2 separate regions of the Acanthopagrus latus genome follow, and region 2 is linked to region 1. A link is a contact called in public Hi-C data. All regions are on one chromosome and are shown on one strand. The core of a region is the stretch at or near the end of the contact, and the rest is flanking DNA. Distances in the headings are between cores, read along the strand shown.

Region 1 (3,658 bases), core at 130-2,629:
TCTCTCTTTCTCTGGCTCTTTAGACTCTCTATATTCTTAATAGTCCAACGCCGCCTCCCATGACATTGAAGCCTGCAGCTTTAAACAGCATACAGCAGCAGTCATATATCATATCATCAGTACAGCAGAGGAAGACGATCAGGCACCATACTGCTACACACAGCCCTCACTATTGTCTGGTGAAACCAACATGTAGTCTTTAATCTAATTGCACGTATTGTCAATCAGTCTGAATAAGATCAGCAGCCAGCTTAGACGCCTCGAATGCAAATGTCAAGCGGTGCAGAGCATCATAAAGCCACGACCCCACAGCTCCCGCTGTTTACTCCGCTGGCTCTTGTGGGGGAAAGAAACCGGCAGGAGAAGACTTGTCTAAAGGTCAGTGTTGTTTTCCCCGAGTGTGTGAGATCAACCCGGCTCAAGGTAGCTGTGCTAAAGCCGGGCTTTATGTGAGTGATATATGCCACGATACCGGCAGCCAATCCAAAACCAGTCTGTGTCAAACCTGCAGCCGACTTGATGAACGTTGGATGACTACAACACGGTGTGTGAACAGCTCTCCTGGTGAAGTACATGCCTCCTGCAGACACTGAGACCAGAGGTTCAAATCCTCCCTGTGGCTTCTACTTGCATGGAGTAAAATTTGGCCTTAATAAAAACCTAAATTTTCAACTAAAGCTGTAGCAGCTACACCCATCCTTCCCCCTCTCTCCCTCTCCAGCACTGAGCCTGTGCAGTGTCCCATCAGTGTGCTGGGAGGATGGAAGGAGGTCACTGTGTGTGAGCTGCCAGCTGATTCACACAATATCCTGGAAAAAAAACAACTTTTAAAGCAACAGCTCCCCCTGCTGACACGGACACAAAGGAAAAGCCAGCACGGAAACCACTTGAAGTCAGTGTGTACAATAAATGTCTTCTGATGTTCCTGGGCTTGTATACACATGAACATACAGCATAAGAATATAAAGAACATGACTTTCTGTCTTTCAACCATTTTTGATATTAGTTTTAAACCAATATACTCATAGTATTTGTAGGGATAACATCCACCTGTAAATATAAATTGTGTCTTCTCACGCTGAAGATCTTGGTTTCACCATGAGCTGTTCGAACTGTTCAAGGGGAGAAAAACCATGTAGTGTCTCGTGCGGTAAACACACATTGGTCATAAAAGAACTACAACAGTTCGACATTACCTGAGATGTACTTTAATTATTTATTTAAGTTAGAATCAGTATTAAGCTGATGGCTTCTACCCTGTCTGTTGACTACTGAACAACAGAGGTCTTGTAAAGTTATGAGTGTTGTTCATGTTGGCTCTTATTTTGTAAGCAAAGAGTGGAAGTTGTCATGGCACAGGTCCGGAGGTTGTGCATATTTTCAGTGTAAAGCTTCAGTTTGATTTTGCTCTCAGTGAGTCAGCTTCCACACGATTATATCTGGATTTACTGTTTATTTTTTCCTGAAGTTTTTCTGCCTCCAGCCTGAGTTCAAGAGTCTTCTCAGAGCCCAGCGAGGTGAGCTGGTGTCTTTATTATCCCTCACTCCTTCGTTTAGCTTCACTTTAACTCATTTAACTGGAGATATTTAGATATTTAAAGAATCCTGGCTCTTATATCAACAAGATGTTATTTCAGATCTGAACTTCGACCACCTGTTTTACTATAGAACACATTTGTAAAATCTGTCTATATTTTTTACAAATGGAATTGACTCTTAACAGCCCATTGAAGGCACGTGGTTTGCTCACGTGATCATGCATTCATTTGTCTTTTTTCTTTCTGCTCGTCTCTGGCTAAGCGCTGTGAGTGACCCGCTGCTGACGGCTCAGGGGCCTGAATGAATTTCCAGTTTTAGAGAAACCAAAAGTTGTAGCTCCTTCAGCAGGATGCTGATGAGACCAAGACTGCTTCTGTTTCTGGCTTTATTCGCCCAAGTTTTAAAGACCCAATGTCGGTCCGCCAACTCTGACAAAGGTAAGATGGCTTTAAGACTAATCCTATTTCTGAAACATGGCATGAGATCTAATATTTGCCATATTCAGCAACAGAACCTTCAGTGTTTGTAGGTTTAGTTGTCAGATGTGTGTACTTTTGAACTATTGCACATGTTTGTCTTTGCATGTTTGCTTTTCTGCTTCCAGTAATGTCTCAGCTAACCTTTGTGTATATTTTGTTTGTGTTGCAGAGCGCTCTCCTCACAGGCCGATCCTGCAGGCCGGCCTGCCAGCTGATCGCACCGCAGTGGTGGGCAGCGATGTGGAGTTTAAGTGCAAGGTGATCAGCAACCCTCAGGCTCACATCCAGTGGCTGAAGCACATCAAGGTCAACGGGAGCTCAGTTGGTCCTGATGGAACACCGTATATTCGTGTCCTGAAGGTAGGAGCTTCTTGTGACCAATCCTGCTGCAACAAGCCGGTTACAAGCAGTTTTTCTTAGATACCCAGTACTGTGTCTAAAGCTGCATTTTGATTTGTTTCCCCTCTTGGGCCTCTTGTCGGGTCTGCTTCATTTCTTATTTTCTAGACCTCCGGCCTTGACACCACAGACAAGGAAATGGAAGTCCTCCACCTGAGAAATGTGTCTCTTGATGACGCTGGGGAGTACACCTGCTTGGCGGGAAATTCTATTGGGATCTCCTATCACTCTGCCAGGTTGACTGTTGTTGAAGGTATCAGCTGTTTTGTCTGATATTTTCTTTTTTCTGTCTCCTGTCCACCTTCACATTTGTTCTCAGCGTGGCTCCTGCTCCATCTAAACTGTCAAAACTCTTCTTTTAAAATAAAAAAAAGATTATTATTGTTATTATTGCTGATATTGATGCTCCACTCTGATAGCAACAGAAGGAGAGAGAAAGAAAGTGGACACCATGCCGCCGCAAAGTCCCCCATGCCGGATTCAAAATCAGTCAACCAGGGCGAAGACCGGGCCTGAAGACACGGCACGCACTCCACCAGGTGAGCCACTGGGCGGCCATTTCGTAGATTAAGCCTGTTATGGTGTGGTGTGAGGGAGCGATTCATGTAGAGGAAGGAGGTGATTACTCCTCCACGTGGAGACCTGTCCTGTGACTGTAATCCACAGTCCTGCTCCCTCCGTCACCGTTGTCCCCTGAGTTTCTCCTCACCTCAGCTGAGGTAATGAACTCCTCGGTCAGAAAACCCTGGAAAGTTGTCATTCTGCCAGACGCTTGGCTTGTTGGTTTATTTAAGGGAGCTAAGGAGTCAAAATGGTGCTAAATATTAAGAGTACAAGCAGAATGTGGCTCACACACCTGCTCATAACACAGAATCAGATCAAATCACGCAGCCGACCTTGTTTGTTCTCTGACCATCAGTTTCCAGTAACAAAACATTGACTCATAGTTTTTATTTGTCAGGAGCATGTATTCCTACTCACCATACGTGTTTGCTTTTCTGCTCAGCAGACATATGAACTAACTTTGTGTATGATTTGTTTGTGTGGCAGAGCGCTCTCCTCACAGGCCGATCCTGCAGGCCGGCCTGCCAGCTGATTGCACCGCAGTGGTGGGCAGCGATGTGGAGTTTAAGTGCAAGGTGATCAGCAACCCTCAGGCTCACATCCAGTGGCTGAAGCACATCATGGTCAACGGGAGCTCATTTGGTCCTGATGGAACACCGTATGTTCATGTCCTGAAG
Region 2 (3,277 bases), core at 598-3,097, 300 kb before region 1:
AATATTTAACCGTCTCAGAAACATTTAATGTTTCCTTAAGTGAATAAGAAATTTAAAAAATAAATAAACAAGCTGGTCTCAGAGGAAAATAAGGCCCCAGAACACTGTGTGAAGTTAGAAAGGTGGCAGGGTCCGCCACATATAAAGGAAGTAAAACAGTCATTCAGTTGATTCAGAGTTAATCCTGAGTGTTTGACAGTCACCACTTTAAACGTTATCATTCCAAAAAATGTGTGCACGTCAGCCAATCTATCAATATCCCCAATATCTGTATTGATGTAGTGCGTTTCAAATCATTCGCGTTACTGTTCAGTATTTTATGGCCTTTTCTCTCTTTACGGCAGTCAACACTCCTCCGCATGACATCAGTTCCGCTCACAGGAAGCAAATTGTTTACAGAGGAGCTTACTTATCAGAAAGTTTTAATACCGCAGACAAATAAAAAGTCGAGTCATTCCGCGTTCTACAGAGATATTCAAGATGATGCAATGCTTCATAAGACCGTGGCTGCCACTCCCTATCAGCTCACAGGCTGATAAACTGAGCAGGTGAATACAGTGGAGAAGGGGATTTCCTTCAGATGTGCTCACTCAACCTACAGAGCAGAAAACAGCCTGATGGAGGGACGGCTGCAGAGCGAAGTGATGCAAGAACAGCCATCCTAAACCTTCAGGTCCTGCAAGAACTTACACTGATTCATGTGAGCGAAACAAACAGGATGTGTCCAAAATACAGGTTTAAAGGAATAACTTGATAAGGCAACCGTGCATACCAGATTGTCTTCCACACCCTTTATTTCGCAATACCTGCTGGCCTACCTTTCTAGAAAAATCACATGCTCAGACAAGTCACCAGCGTGTGCCATTCACTGCCCTGCCTTCACTTCTATATCATAGTGACATCCTTAAAATACTTTTAAGACTATTTAAAAAATAGAAATAAGTCTTGATAGATCCTCTCTGGCATAGAGGGGAAAAGATCATACAGAACTCCATTCAAAAAACGTTGGATTCTAGATGGTTTAAGGATGCAGGAATACACACGATACCTTAATTAGGATAATTAAACATGTTCTGAATGTTTAGGAGCCAGTCTTTAAATCGGCTTGTGTATAATCCACAAAATGTCACTTCATTTAGATAAAATTCAAACTTGTTGGCCAGTTCACAGCCGCCATCGCTCGCCAGGTGTGTTGTCAACAGGAGGCACCACTGCGTTTACCAGGCAAATCCGAAAAAAGTCGAACGGCCGTATTGAGGAGAGATTACTGGCAATTATAAAAATATGATTTCCCAAGAATTTCATACACGTGAAAGTCTTTAAATCGGCACATTTTTGAACAGATACTGGCGCAACATAGGAGGAAGACACCCGGCTTAGAGTTGAGTCGGAATGAGTTTGAATGAAGTTTTGAACAGTGTATGAGGAATTTCACACCACACACACACACACACACACACACACACTAATGTGAGATTTCACGGGGAGGTTTGTAAAACAGCAGACTCGATCTTATTTCCCTTCAGATGAAACTTGTGATTAACTTGATTATTTTCCGGCAGTGTGTGTCCATGATTAACACTCACTTATCACCAGAGAGCCGCTGACAGTGAGGCGGGCCTGCCAGTGACAAAACACTCACCGAGAGATTAATCAATAGTTTTCTCACTTTCAGGAAATGCGGTCGAGTCCCGCCGGCAGACTAACTTCAGAAACACACGCTCACCTCATAGTTTCGGGTCCCTCTCATGCTGTCATCTGTAAATAAAAGTCCAGAATCCAGACTTCCCCCGGTTCCGTCCTGACTGTAAGTCTCGGCGCGTCTACCTCCAATGTTCAGCAGCACAGGTGTGACGTCTTGCTCTTAATGACGTTTATCAGTGGTGGGCGGGGCTAGAGCGTGTCTCCCCACAGCCACCGTTCATCCTGCAGTCATGAGGAAACGCACAGGATTGGTGGAGGAAGTTTTACAGCTCAGACAGACAAGTAAAGGTCCCTGAATGCCACATAAGGAGAAGTAGAGACATCTCACTAATGAATCAAAAGTATTCACTGTTTAGTGTTTAATCTGACACATATCTTGATTCTTGGTTCCCCAAAAATAAAGCGACACATTTAATTTGACTTTTATGGCACCTCCATCCATCCTAACTCATTAAAATTTCTTCCCCCACAAAAAATACAGAGTGCACCTTTAAGTTATTGCTCCAATACAACAAGTGCGTAGAAACAGATGTGTCAGAAATATGAAAATCAAACTCAGAATTTTAACATTCACAATATCACTGAGGTACGAATACAAACTCAGAGATATTTATTTGTTCCATAATGTCACGAGGTCGAGGGAATCTAGAGTCATGACACATAAGTGAACAAACGAGCTGCTGTCAGAGGAAAATAAGGTCCCAGAACAGTGTTTGAATCTAGAAGGGTGGCAGGGTCCGCCACATGTAAACAAACTAAGGTCAGTTTGTTTATTCAGTTTGAAAACAAAAAGAGTTTGTTTAGACAGAAAAAAACATCAGCCAATGGAGATCGATCACTTCTTATTAAAACTACACAGTGCTCCTTTAATTTAAAGGTGGCAGGGTCCGCCACATGTAAACAAAGTAAAACAGTATGACGTCGTGTCAAGTGCACCTTTACCAACAAGTAAAGATAGGGTTCCTCTTTGTTCTTCCAGTGTATTAATATAACAGAATTATTGTTGAAATGTAATCAGTATTTTAAAGGTGCACTGCGTAGTTTTGGGGAAGAAATTTTTAACGTGACCACGAGGAAAGTTAAGAACTTTGTTAGCATTTGTTTTGGAAGTGAGTGACAGAGAGACTGTGGGATGGATCGCAATGAGGTAATTTATTTATACCTGATAAATGTGATTGGACCTGAGCTCAGGTGTTAATAATAAGCAGCAGACTGATCACTGATGGTCTCGTTTGCTCTTACAGCTCGTTAAGAATCATCAGAGGACTCATGAGACTGTTTCATAAGCACTTAAAGGTTCATCGTTGTCACTTTAATCAGACGAGAAAGATCTGCGACTGATATTTTTTTATGAATGACTTTGGATATGATAATGATGTCATACAGCAAAATTTACCTGTTTTTATTTAAAGGGGCATTATGTAGTTTTGGAGAAGAGATTAAACCCCAGAATATATTTAATATTTACAGTATTAATGAGGTAATAACACAAACTTAGAATTTTTTTTTCTTGTTTTCCATAACTAAAATAAGGTCCAAATGTCTCTTAATTTGAAATGATGGTCCTGGAGCA

What was found. Hi-C and Micro-C count contacts between places; a contact is called where the count stands out from the background.
Region 2: a Hi-C map of liver shows a contact between it and region 1, with 2.7 times the contacts expected there. The contact joins the promoter of hdr here to the promoter of LOC119019745 in region 1. A contact is called at or near these places in 3 of 4 Hi-C or Micro-C datasets (liver and muscle).

What each region holds. Positions count from the first base shown.
Region 1 is chr5:28,655,682-28,659,339 of fAcaLat1.1, reverse strand. It overlaps LOC119019745 (fibroblast growth factor receptor 1-like), which reads left to right and starts at 1,379. Exons shown (of 8, transcript XM_037098588.1): 1 at 1,379-1,517; 2 at 1,801-1,976; 3 at 2,188-2,378; 4 at 2,526-2,670; 5 at 2,843-2,956; 6 at 3,468-3,658. The coding sequence starts at 1,889.
Region 2 is chr5:28,952,748-28,956,024 of fAcaLat1.1, reverse strand. It overlaps hdr (hematopoietic death receptor), which reads right to left and starts at 1,847. Exons shown (of 10, transcript XM_037097683.1): 1 at 1,727-1,847. The coding sequence starts at 1,750.